Linked DNA regions of Mus musculus: region 1 is linked to region 2. A link is a contact called in public HiChIP or PLAC-seq data. All regions are on one chromosome and are shown on one strand. The core of a region is the stretch at or near the end of the contact, and the rest is flanking DNA. Distances in the headings are between cores, read along the strand shown. Region 1 overlaps Map4k4 (mitogen-activated protein kinase kinase kinase kinase 4). Region 2 has its middle 30 kb from the start of Rfx8.

Region 1 (6,182 bases), core at 922-3,421, 230 kb before region 2:
ACTCGCGGTGGACACCCACTTCTGCACAGTAACTGATTCTTAACTGTCAGGACCGTTTCAGTCTTTCGGCAACTATTTCTTCACAACTCTGTACGAGGCAGCATACAGTGTCTGGACACACCTTCCTTAGCAGGCCAGGAGAAACGCCGAGAGTGTTTTCCTTATTTTTTTCTACACTTCTATCACAACTCCAATCAAAGATCAATTTTATGACTGATCGATCTACTGAATTAACCCAAGGAAAAACAAACTCAAATCTTCACAGAAAACCCCGTAAATAAAAGGCAGCATCTCCATTTGTAAACTCAAAATAAATAGAATTTCAAAGATGAGGGACCCCTTTCAGTCAGTATTCTTCAAATGCAAAGAAAAAAGAGCTCTTATTAATTTCAGATGTTGCACATGAATAGGCTGCAGACCCAGGGCACTCCAAAAGGGAAACTGGTTACTGAGAGACCCCTGGGCACCTGCAGCCGCCCCGATGGTGGGTTTCTCATCCAATCACTCAGCCATGCCTGGTTCTGCCCAGTGTCCTTGGGTTCTTACAGGCAATCACTTTATACAGAACAAATGAGCTCAGAAGGAAGGAAGATACTCACGGGGGGCCCCTTCAGCCATCTCGATGGCTGTGATGCCACAGGACCAGAGGTCACTCTGCAAAAACAAAAGAGAATGTTCCAGATGCCTAGTTGTATTTCTGGACAGTCATACAAATGGAATAAAAGCATCCTTCAGGTAAAAAACAAAAACAAAAACAAAACAAATCTTGCTAGGACATTATTATCTCTCCAGCCCTAGGGATTAGATCGCTTTTATTTACTTAAGCATGATATTATTCTGATAATGGTGAAAAGTGTTTCAATTTTTATGTATGTATTAAGGAGTAGAAAAATGAGTCTGTAATACATATTTAAATAATTCAAATTAAAAGAAAATCTTGGTGTAGCAATGATTTAAATTAATTCTCACTAATGGATATTGACAACAAATACTGAAATACACCAGGAACAGTTAAACTATGAACTCAATTTTAACACTACTAACAGGTACAACAATCACTAAAGCAGAAGTTTTGTTTTTATTGACAAATAAAACAGTAGTACAGTCAAGCTGAATCAGATAATGAAATATGAGTTTTATGCCTGGATAAAAAGGTGCACTATGGTTTCAAGTCCCTAGAGGTCACTCTATAATCACTTCAATTTATTTGTTTAAGAGAAGTTACAGTTTACACAAAAATGCCCGGCAAGGGGGTGGGTGTTCTTACTCTGTAGTCGTAAGTGGCGTCTGGGTTCTCATCACAGGCGATGACCTCTGGAGCCATCCAGTAGGGTGTGCCTATGAACGTATTTCTCCGTCCAACCGTCCTGTCCAGCTGAGCGCTTACACCAAAATCAACTACGGAACAAAAAGCAAGAAGAAGTGAAGCGCAATGAACAAAGAAGAAGAAAGTCTATGAGGAACCGCCACAGGCAGCTTGGTTCTGTCAGCTGCAAGCCATTCTGGGAGGCAGCACTGGGAAGGACTGCACCCTTCCCCCTCCACTCTCAGAACAGAAATGTTAAAACTGCATTGCAAGAGCCTGGGTCAGTCCAGAAGAGCCAGGAGGCCAGCCTGGCCTGCTGAGGGATGGGCAGAGGGATTACTGCAGGGCTGGGCGGCTAACACACAGCACTGTACTAAATAAAGAGACTCACAAATGCAGAGTGGGCAGTGAGACCATTCAGTAGATGAAGAGACTTAGAGGAACCCACTGTACAACTGAGGATGTGAGGTCAGTCCATAGAGCGTACATGAAGATGGATCAGACTTCACAGTTGTTCCCTGACATTACGTGTTCTGGCACTTGCAGCCACACACACACACACACACACACACACACACACACACACACACGTGTAGACAGACAGACAGACAGACAGACAGACAGACAGACACACACACACACACACGTACGTGTAGACAGACAGACAGACAGACAGACACACATGGCCTCAGGATGTGAGTTGCCCTTTCAGAGTGACTTCTACTTTCCATGAATTGAATGATGATGTTGGCTAGAAGAAAGCCATGGATGGAGGGAGGCAGGGTCAGCAGAAAGCACACACTGGGTGTACGAACATCAGCACATGCCACCATCATCACAGCCCACAAGCCACATGAGCCCAGCAGAAGGGCACGAAGCTCACACTAATGGTCTACAAAACACTAGACAATAGGCAGGGGTCACACACTCCACTTCTGTGTCCAGAACAAGTTCAGGAAACAGTTGGCTTCCTTGTTGATTGTTCCTCAACACACAGAGGACAAATCCAGGACCAAAAGCCTGATTGAGCTTTCCAGCACCTCGGCCAGGAAAGACTGAGGGTATAATTCTCGTGGCATGAGGTCAGGGCATGGAAACACCAGAGCAAGGACAACATGAGTGTCCCAGCTTAGCCCCAAGAGACTTTCCACATGGGCAGAGCACTGCAGATAACCAGGCAGCAGAGGCACTGCAGAAGGGTGCAGTGAGTTGGGCATTAAGGAGCAGCCTTCTATGGCTCAGACTTTTGGAAGAAAAGAAGAGCAGCAGACTGCTGGGTGTCCGAAGGGAAAACAACATGACCCTTTAACAGAAAAAGTTAATGCTGGTTGTATTTAAAATGTAAGAGCATAAAAATAAAATGGGGTCAAGTTCAGGTGTAGCTCAGGGAGACAGAGAACATGTCTGAGTCATTAGAAAGCTGGCAATGCCGCCCATGAGGCACCCGCTGAATACCCACACCAACACTGAAGACAATGTCCAGGCACCACATGAAAATACACCAGGGACCAAAGCAATCCCGGCTGCTGTGCTCCCAGAATATTCTAGTAAAGGGGACTATTTTCTTCTATTTGAAAAGTGCCATATGATATCAATAGAATTATAATTTTTATAATTATCAACAGCACTATAGGAGGAAAGCACAGGTCCAAGGCAGATCAGAAGGCCAGAGAGACCCCTAAAGATAGGAAAAACTGTACCAGTGACAATGAGGACATCGATTCCCAATTGAGAACAGGATATGCAAAGGTCCTGGGGCAAGGTCCGAGAAGTAATGAAAAACAACGTTGTGCCAGCAGTGAGTGCACATGAAAGCAGCTCTGCTAACTTTTTATGACTTTATTCTTTATTCTATTACTAAAAATAACCATATAATTTCCATATTGTAACATGGGGCATAGGGTAGAAGTGAAGAGCTGAGATGATGGGGCAGGAAAGTAGTAGCGGTCAGACCCCACACTTCTTATAAGGCAAGGCAGGAAGTCTGAACCTTCTTGAAATAGAACAGTAAGTCACTGAGGGTGCCTGTCTCTTTCTGTGTACTTGTCTCTGTGTCTGTGTGCCTGTCTCTCTATCTTTCTATCTGTCTCTCTGTGTACCCATCTCTCTGCACCCCCCTACACACTCCTCCCTATCTCTCTTGTTCTCCCCTCTCTCACTCATCCCCCTTCTAACGTCATACCCCAGGCTGGCTTCAAACTCACAATGTTTTTCCTTCATCCTTCCATCCTGTACTGCACTATGCCAGGCACCACTGTGCTTACATAACGAAGTCTGACTTTTAACTTAGTGTAGGGCAGAAAAGGCACCTCAGTCATGAGTTCCTGAGTTTGGGCCTCATCAACCACACCCCACCCTCCCACCCCAAGTTCAAACAAAAACTTTTCAAACTCTGTTTGGCTGCTATATCTAGGCAGAGTAGACTACCGAAGCATGAAGCGGAGGCTGGGGCTGGCTAAACAGTAAGCCAGTCCTCTCATCCTTCAGGGGAGAAGAAACAGCAAAGTTACCAAAGGGGCACAGCAAGCCACCCGCTGGCACCAGGACGGTGCATCAGGCACACACCGGCCGGCCACCTACCAAGTTTCACCTCAGCATTCTCGGTCAGCAGCACATTTTGGCCCTTGATATCTCGGTGAATAACGTGGTGAATATGGAGATGTGCCAATCCCTGAAAAGAAAAGCAGATTTGAGTCTCAGTTCTCTGTCCCTGTAAATAGACAGCCAGGAGCACCCTTTTATAATAAGGTGCACACGTGGGCCAAGTTTTTGTAAATCCGCATTTAGAACATAAAATTTACCCTTGGCACATTCCCAGAAGACACCGCCAGCCTTGCCACACATACAGAGAGCAGTGAGCTGGACTTTCTTTCCCTCTGGGATGATCACAACCACTTTAAGCTGTGCCTATGACACAGCTTTAGATTGCCATCTGAGGTTTTTCTGCTATAATTTGTGCTATTTGTGTTCAGGACGGCTCCTTTCCCACACCAAAAGTCTATCTTACAGTGGGTGACTGAATTTATTTGAGCTAGACTCGTCCCAGGGGAACAGCAAAGAATTAGAGGGGGCCTTAAAATCCAGCTCTTAAAATGCAGGCTTGTCTTCCCACTACAGAGGAACAAACTGTCACGTGCTGATATATCTCACTCCTGTTCAAGTGTAAAATAATTCTGTCACCAGAACAGCCTCATGTAGGAATAAAGTCTTTCTTCCCTAGGCAAACAAGCACTCTTGGCACACACACTTTGGAAGCCCTGTATCCAGAATGAGTCCAGTCGCATCTCTCAGGAAGGAGGTTGTAGGAAAACACACGCATCCACCTGTGATGTAAACGCAGCGAGGCAGCAGCCACACAACTCATTCACGAGACGCTGCACTCCACAGCGCGGCTTCTTAAGACATAGCAAGCCATTGATTCTGAAGTGCCTCCCTCGGCACTGAAAGAAAGGGTGGGTTACTTGTCAGGGGTTTGATTTTCCTATTAAAAATAAATAAGGGCTGGGGGCTGCAGTGGTGGAGGCAGCTAGAGTCTTTACCGTGTAGCCCAGCCCAGCTTTAAACTTGAAAGCCTCCTGTCTCGGGTGCCAGAGCTCCGGGCGCACAGGCCCATGTTCTCAGGCCCAACATCTACGATTAACGGCAACAGCCCTAGATCACTTTTTCTTCCAGCACAGTGGGTTCTAAATTCACTTACGAATCTGCCAGTGAAACAGAAGTTAGGTTATGTGGTACCTATCTATTCTTCATCATGGGTGCCGAGCCCATGCACATGGCGCACCGTGGTGCTCAGACTAGGAAGCGCCTCTCCTCGGCATGCGTAGCATCAAACGCTGAAAGAGCCAACTGCAGCCGCTTGGTCTTACAGAATCTCTACTTCTACCTCTTCAGTTCACTTCTGTCTTCTAACTCGCATGAACTTCCTCTTTACCCTCTGGCATCTTCCAACAACACAAGCAGCCCTGTCTTCTCAGACAGTTTTGGCTTAAATACAATCTGCACCTTCCAGCAGTAAGTGTGTGAAGTCCTCCCCATTTCTCAGTCCATATTCTGTAAGGACTGCTGCTTCTACTCAGGGAACAGTTCATAACACAGCTACCTTGAAGACCAGGCAAGAGAGCAAAAACAAATACATTTCCCTTATGTGCAGCAAGTTCTTTGGGACCCAACCCTGAACTAAGGCCATGATTACCCCTCCTGGGTACAGACCCGCGTCCACGCCAACTCAGGAAACAGCCTGTGCTAAATCAACTGGAAACAGTTGTCTTCTACGCTTAGCTTCCTTGACTACACGTGACAAAGAGCTGTCAAACTCTGCTCAACCCCGGTGATGTGAAGTCCCACGTTCTCATCTTCAGTACGAAACAGTGCTTTCTATCACAAGGAGAAAACTGGCTTAGCACGTGTTTGAGGAAATAGGCAAGACGGCCAGAACGGCTCTGCCAGTGAGTCCTGTGCCCCTCACTGTTCAGCAGGCTAGCCCAAAACTTGAGGCAGTGGTAGGCTGTATACTCAGGACCCTTGCCTGGAGGGAGGAGAGGGAACTTTTCCATATGGAAACCAGGCACCTCCAGCAATGTCTGAGGACTCACTGGGCTCACTTGTTTTCTCTATCACACCAACTCCTAAAACAAACACCAGCACATAACTGGGTGTTTCTTGGTTTTGGACTAAAACTCTATCATAGAAAGTTGTTACTGTAGACAGCTCATGGGTTGAGAAGGTTCTTATTAAAGATGCTCACTAAGGAGGAAGCAATCTGTAGCATTTCAAAGAGTGCCATGTGCCACCACGCTGACTAGAGCTACGAGCAACTTAGACTTCTCGCCAATGTTCCTGAAGTCAAGGGTGACATTACACTGACAGGTAACCTGCT
Region 2 (6,579 bases), core at 3,148-5,647:
AAACAATGGCACCAGCTAGGGACCAAGTGTTTAGGTCCAGGGGCCCACGAGGTTAAGTTCCGCATTCAAACCATAAGGTCCAGGAACAGGACAACAGGGACAGAATCTGAAACCTCTGGGCAAAATTTGTTTTCCCAGATACCAGATATGCATTAATAATAATAATACAGTCGTCCCGAAGTGTTCTCGGCATCCATTACCCATAATGCAGCCAAGCAGATTTTAAAAGACTTACGTCAATACTGAACACTCACAGACTATTCTCTCTTCCTTCCTCTATAAAGAGATCAGGATAATAGCTCCTTACCTGGTGTGAACACTGTACTATATTGAGGAGTTTGATAAACCATGCCGGGCCTATAGGAGGCTATGCATCAGATGCAAGTACTACACTATTTTATATTGAGATTCAAACATCCAGGTACTTGAACCAGAACACTGTGGGCACCCAGGTATTACAGCTTGGATCTAGAATGTCCCCCAAAGGTCTATGTGTTAAAGACTTGTTCTCAGCTTGACCCTATGGGGAAGTAGTAGCCACATCATGGGGTGGACCTAGTGGGCAGTCTCCTGTCATTGTAGATATCCCCTTTAAGGGGATGGTGGGGCATTTAAAACTGTGAGCCAAGGTAAACTTCTTGTCTCTCCAAGTTGATTATCTGAGGCTTGATACAGTAACAGATGGCTGACCAATGCTCCAGAGAGATCTTTGGGTAGATAATGAATTCCTGTGGCTGATCAAGAATAGCTCACATGACCTTGCTCATTAGATCCCTCAAAAATTAGAATTAGGAAAAGAAGGTTTATAACCTATACCAGCTATCAAGCTTTTAGTTTCGTCCTCCTAAAATTATCATGGGGCTCAAGTGTGTACAGTGGTTACTTTCCTGTTTCTGTAATGGGACACCATGACCAAGGCAACTTAGAGAAGAAAGAATTTATTTGAACTTACAGTTCCAGAGGGGTAAGCTCACCATGGTGGGGAATCATGGCAGCAGGCAGCTCAAAGCAGGAAGCTCAAAGCAGGGTACAGGGTGGTGAGTACAGGGGAGGGGGAGAGAGGGGGAGAGAATAAAACTAGCAAGAGTTGGGGTCTGGTGAGATGGTTCAGTGGTTAGGAGCACCCACTGATCTTCTGAAGGTCCTGAGTTCAATTCCCAGCACCCACATGGCAGCTCACAGCCGATGCCATCTTCTGGTGTGCAGATGGACATGAAGACCCATATACTTAAAATATATAAATATATGAATATTTTTTAAAAAACAAGACTTTTTATACTCTCAGAGCCCACCCCAGTGACACTTTTACTCCAATAAAGCCACATCTAAACCTTGCCAAATAGCATGACTCATTGAGAACCAAATGTTCAAATATTGCTGGAGGCAGTGTCACATACCTTTGATATCAGTACTTGGGAGGCAGAGGCAGAGGCAGAGGCAGAGGCAGAGGCAGAGGCAGAGGCAGAGGCAGAGGCAGAGGCAGAGGCAGAGGCAGAGGCAGAGGCAGAGGCAGAGGCAGAGGCAGAGGCAGAGGCAGAGGCAGAGGCAGGAGGATCTACAGTGAGTTCACTACCAGCCTGGTCTACATAGTGAGTTCTAGGCCAACCAGGGTAACATTAGAGTCTTCTCAAAAGACAAAAACAAATAACACACATGAACATGCACACACACACACATACATGCACACACACACACAAATACATGAGGCTATTCAAGGCATTTCTCATTCAAACTACTTGTGCACATGTGTTTTCTATTGATATTAACTTTTTAGCACTGGGATTTTTAAAAATACTTTTATTAATTGATTCTTTTTTGTTTATTTGTTTTTTGAGACAGGGTTTCTTTGTGTATTTCTGTCTGTTCTGGAACTCACTCTGTAGACCAGGCTAGCCTCGAACTCAAAGATCTGCTTGCCTCTGCCTCCCATGTCCTGGGATTAAAGACATACACCATCACACCCAGCATTAATTTACTCTCAAAACAACAACAAGGGCTAGAGAGAGACATACTCCTCTTATAGAGATCCAGAGCTCGACTCCCAGCACCCACACTGGGGAGCTCACAACTGTAGCTCCAGCTCCAGGGAATCCTACATCCTTTTCTAGATTCTGAGCACCTTCGCGCATATTTGTGCATATTTCCCAACACATATACACATAATTTAAAAATAAAAATTTAAAACAATAGATCTATGACTTAGGAAATACATGACTATGAAAAACCCAAGGTGTGTCAGGAAAATGTTAACAGGGGTTGAGGCTTTAGCTCAGTTGGTAGAGCACACAAAGCTCTGGGTTTGAGCCTCAGCATTGCAAAACAGCCATGATGGCATAGTCCTTTAATCCGAGCATTCGGAGAGTAGAGAAAGGAAGATCTGAAGTCTGAGGACTTTCTCAGCTGCATAGCTGGTTCACAGATACCTTGGGACACGTGACCCTATCTACAAGGGAAAAGAAAAACATAGTCAAGTTGTTTTACACTCTCCACATCTGTTAGTGTCAGTCTTACCAGAAGGCAGCTGGACCCCTCATATCTGGTTTTGTACCTAGCCTGGGGTAGGGATATCATGTATTATATGGCTCCTAGCGTTTGTCACTGGATGGAGAGATGAGGTGAAAGGCAGGCAGGGCTCCATGATACTATAAGAATACCTTGGCAGCACGCCCTGTGGGGCCATACCCCCGGAGGGTCTCAGACACAGAACCCCAGCACCCTTCTTGAAACCCACTGGCTGGCACACTGGCACTCAAAGGGCTTCAGCGCTCTTCTCGGATTCCCTCATGGACATCCCGAGACTCTCCTGGGAGTTTCATTTAACACCAGACTTCTGCCAGAATCAGTAGCAGCCAATGTGCAGATGCTTCCTGGGTCCTCACATCCTCCATGGAGGAGGTGGGGGGCGGGGCGTTCAGGGGCGGAGCCCACATGCAGATCTCCTGAGATTTCATCTGGGGGGGTCTTCCGAGAGCCAGCCCCAGAATTCCCCATTCCCTTTGGTTTCTGTGTCCCCTCATTCTTCCTGGGTCTAATCTAGGCACTGGACAGAAAAGGCATTCTGACTTCACGGGAGGAAAGAGCACGCACCCAGTAGAAAAGAGGAAAAAAATGTCAAATTTTCTTTCGGGAGAAAAAGCTGAAAAGCAGTGAGGTCTATTTGCTGCCATCAGGCTAAGCCCTAAGCAGGTTAATCCTAGCAAAACGCTGCCTTCTCTAAACCTTCCTGCTGGGGGCCCGCATGGCATCTCGTGGGCTTTCATCAGTTCCTGTCCAGAGAAGCCTCATTGTGCTTACCTGGTGAGCCCAGTAGGGCTGTCTGTCATATGGTACCTGGGATCTCTTGTGGACATTGCATCAGAACTGGGGGGAAAAAGAGTAAAAGAAAAAACCCGAAAAAGAGTGAATAAATAAAATTGAAAGTCAAACACGGTTTCTCTACTGTTCTTATGATGATAACTCCCTGCCCCCCCCCCCCCAAAATCAGGGTCCCATTTTCAGCTCACTGAGCTGAAGACCCAGGTCTTATCACTGTCCCACACAGTGCCCAGTGGCTCATCAGTAATTAAGGAATATGTCTTGCACAATGATGAACAAATAAGGTCTCAGCTCCACATTGTCTTGCCCCATCAGTGGCAGCTTCATGTTTCCCTTGGCTGCTATTATCATTTAAACGTCCCCCACGAAAGTTCCTATATTGGAAAATTTAAACCCCAAAGTCATGTTACTGTTACTTGAGGTGAGTTTGGAGGGAATTAAGAAGTAGATATGATACCCCATGATGACACTTATGTCTGAGGGTGCCCCTCCAGAGACCCTCTGCTGGTCCATGCTCTTAGACCTCCCTGTCTCTAGAACTGCAAGTCAATCAAATGTCTACTCTGTATTAATTGCCCATCTCCACCATTTTGTTATAGCAGCAGGGAATAGATGAAAACAGATGCCCACTAAGACAGTAACACAAATTCCCAATCTCTGTGTTCAACAATGGGCTGCTGTGCTCAACAGTGGGCTGCTGGCTTAGAACTCAGAGATGAATTCTTTGCAGCCTGGTACCATCCCTTTGATCTCTGAAGCTGATTGTCTGACAGTCAGTCCATTCCTACAAGTGGGATAACAGTCAGTACTTAAGGGAAAATGATACAGAAAGATCCTGCATTGTAATATAGCAAACATTTGAGAAGCACAGAGGATTGGTTTAGGAAAGATCAGTAGCCCTAAGCAAGAGAACATTCCAGCTCCTTTATGTTTTCCACGACCCTTTCCCTTCTTGCACATGTCAGAAACCCAAGGTTTAATCAAGCAGCATCCGGGGCCCAGCCACAATGGACAGGAAATGGTGTCTCTCAGTCTGCAGTTGGGGGAGGGGGGACATTGCAGCTTTGTCAGTCTTTGATTGCTTTTCTGCAGCTGTCCCTCTAGGGAGAGCCAGCAGAGGCTGGCTCCAAGCTGTATACAGCCTCCCTCTCAGTAGGCCAAGCAGAGGAGGCGCCACAAGGGAGGACTCCCAAACCTTTCCCCTTTGCCTTCACAACTGCCATTTACTCTCCCAGTGAAACAAAGGCCACAAAATCAAAAGCCATCTTTTGGAGTCCCAATAAGTTGAAAGATGTTAGTTTTGACTCCCCTCTGCAAAGGTGTCACCTTTGCAGAAGGTGCCAGCTGAGTTAACCAGACAGTGTTTTCTCCCTCTGTGAGGCAGTAAACATCCAGATTCCGGAAGTGAGCTCTGCTCTCCCCTCTTTCCCACAAGCAAAATAGCAGATATCATCCACCTAATGGATGAATGGAGACTGTTGGCATTAAACAGCCAAGTGTCAGTCCCCTCCCTTCTTTATGGGTCTAAATGGACAAGAACAACCTTGGTCTTTATCTCATTTTGTTGACCTAAGAGAGCTATTAAGAGCTATAAATATCAAGGGAGATCAGAGGTACATTTATGTTTGCTTCTCTAGTTGGCAGCATGGCCCTGAAAGAACAGGACCAAAAAATGAGGCAGACTCAAGTCTCATGCAATTGCCACCTTTATTCAAGCAACTTATACTCTGAGGGTTAAGCAGTCCATTCTCAAGGACAAACTGCACGAGGCAAGACCAGGTTTTCCCTTAGATGTAAAGAGATAACACTAACCAGCTGTAATAAATAATCTGAAGTAGATCACTTCTCTCCAATACACCTGGGAGGGGTGTGAAACACATTCAAGGAACAATTCCGTGTTTTGAAGAAAATGAGGTGACAAGACTCCTGTCTGGTTTTCTTGGCGTTTTCTCACAAGTACTAGTTGTGATGTTATGTGCAACAGTGTTTCTTCAGCCACAAAGAATGCAACAATGTTACTGTCAGGAAAGCAGGTGCAACAGGAGGTCATTCATTATCGGTGAGCCCAGGGCTCAGCCATCCTCAGAGGAGCTCCTGCAGCGGATGGTAATTAATAGACCCATAACCCAACAGTGTGCAGAGACTGAGAGACATGGAACATACAGTCCTAGATGGAATGTCTCCATCAAACCCTCCCCTCGGGGCTCAGGGATCTCTTCAGCTGAGGAAGTGCGAGGACTGTGAGAACCAGAAGAGATGGATAACTCCAAGGAAACTGTCCTTCAGACATAATGGGATGGATGTACACATAAACTCACAGAGACTGCAGGCTCTGCAGAGGTTCTAACTGAACAGGGTCCCAGCGCTGAGAGGGGAAGAGGACACTGGCTCCCACCCCTAACCAAGAAGCGATCTACAATTAATAGCCCTGGTAGAGTGAACGTTGTCACAATGGAGCTTCACTGGGCTATAGCAAGCACATTCCAGGTAAACCCCATACCCAGGAGTAGTTGGCCAATGCAAAACAAACTCAATGGTGTTTTCGTCTCATATTGCTTTGTTTGGGCATCATTTGTGTTGTTGGTCTCTTGCTTAAGCATTCTAGTTTTTGATTTTGATGTTTTGTGTGTGTGTTTCTTGTTTTTTGTTTTGGTTTTCTTTTGTTTTTGCTTTTGTTTGTCTGGTTTTAGTATTGTTTTTGTGTGTGTTCTTTTTAAAAGGGAACATTGTTTGGTGAGTGGAAAGGTAGAGAGAACCTGGAGGAGTTGGGGGAGGTGAAAGCATGGTCAAAATATATCGAATAAAAATGTTTGTATTAAAAATAAACAAGGGCTGGTGAGATGGCTCAGTGGTTAAGAGCGCCGACTGCTCTTCCAAAGGTCCCGAGTTCAAATCCCAGCAACCACATGGTGGCTCACAACCATCCGTAATGAAATCTGATGCCCTCTTCTGGAGTATCTGAAGACAGCTACAGTGTACTTACATTAAATAAATAAATATTAAAAAAATAAAATAAAATAAACAAGGCTGGGCAGTGGTGGCACATGCCTTTGATCCCAGCACTCAAGAGACAGAGGCAGGTGGATCTCTGTGAGTTCATGGCCAGCCTGGTTTAATAGAGTGAAAGGACAGCCTGAACTACACAGAGAAACCTTGTCTCAAAAACCAACCAACCAATCAAATAAAAGTAAAAAAAAAAAATTTTTTTTAAAGAGTTTACCCAGATCAATAAATACCAAGCAGCCATCATAAACCCAAACACAG

Evidence for each region. HiChIP or PLAC-seq counts read pairs in DNA pulled down with a chosen protein or histone mark.
Region 1: an H3K27ac HiChIP or PLAC-seq map of stem cell-derived neural progenitor cells shows a contact between it and region 2. The contact joins two enhancer-like sites. A contact is called at or near these places in 1 of 15 datasets of contacts at CTCF or cohesin (large pre-B cells), 35 of 484 Hi-C or Micro-C datasets (the AML12 cell line, B cells, CD4 T cells and 28 more), 7 of 115 datasets of contacts at active chromatin or transcription factors (the HPC-7 cell line, acute myeloid leukemia, bone marrow-derived dendritic cells and 4 more) and 3 of 9 other capture datasets (adipose tissue, embryonic stem cells and liver).

The regions. Positions count from the first base shown.
Region 1 is chr1:39,978,355-39,984,536 of GRCm38.p6, reverse strand. Map4k4 (mitogen-activated protein kinase kinase kinase kinase 4) reads right to left here. Exons shown (of 32, transcript NM_001252200.1): 6 at 3,887-3,977; 7 at 1,268-1,398; 8 at 600-654. Among named protein-coding and RNA genes, the nearest start is that of Map4k4, 81 kb to the right of the region's middle. Within about 2 kb of position 2,171, at least 20 of the 459 cell types and tissues checked have an H3K27ac peak or open chromatin away from gene starts, as enhancers often do. A contact at or near this core is called in neural progenitor cells and stem cell-derived neural progenitor cells, where this site is marked.
Region 2 is chr1:39,747,674-39,754,252 of GRCm38.p6, reverse strand. No RefSeq gene overlaps it. Among named protein-coding and RNA genes, the nearest start is that of Rfx8, 30 kb to the right of the region's middle. Within about 2 kb of position 4,397, at least 73 of the 459 cell types and tissues checked have an H3K27ac peak or open chromatin away from gene starts, as enhancers often do. A contact at or near this core is called in neural progenitor cells and stem cell-derived neural progenitor cells, where this site is marked.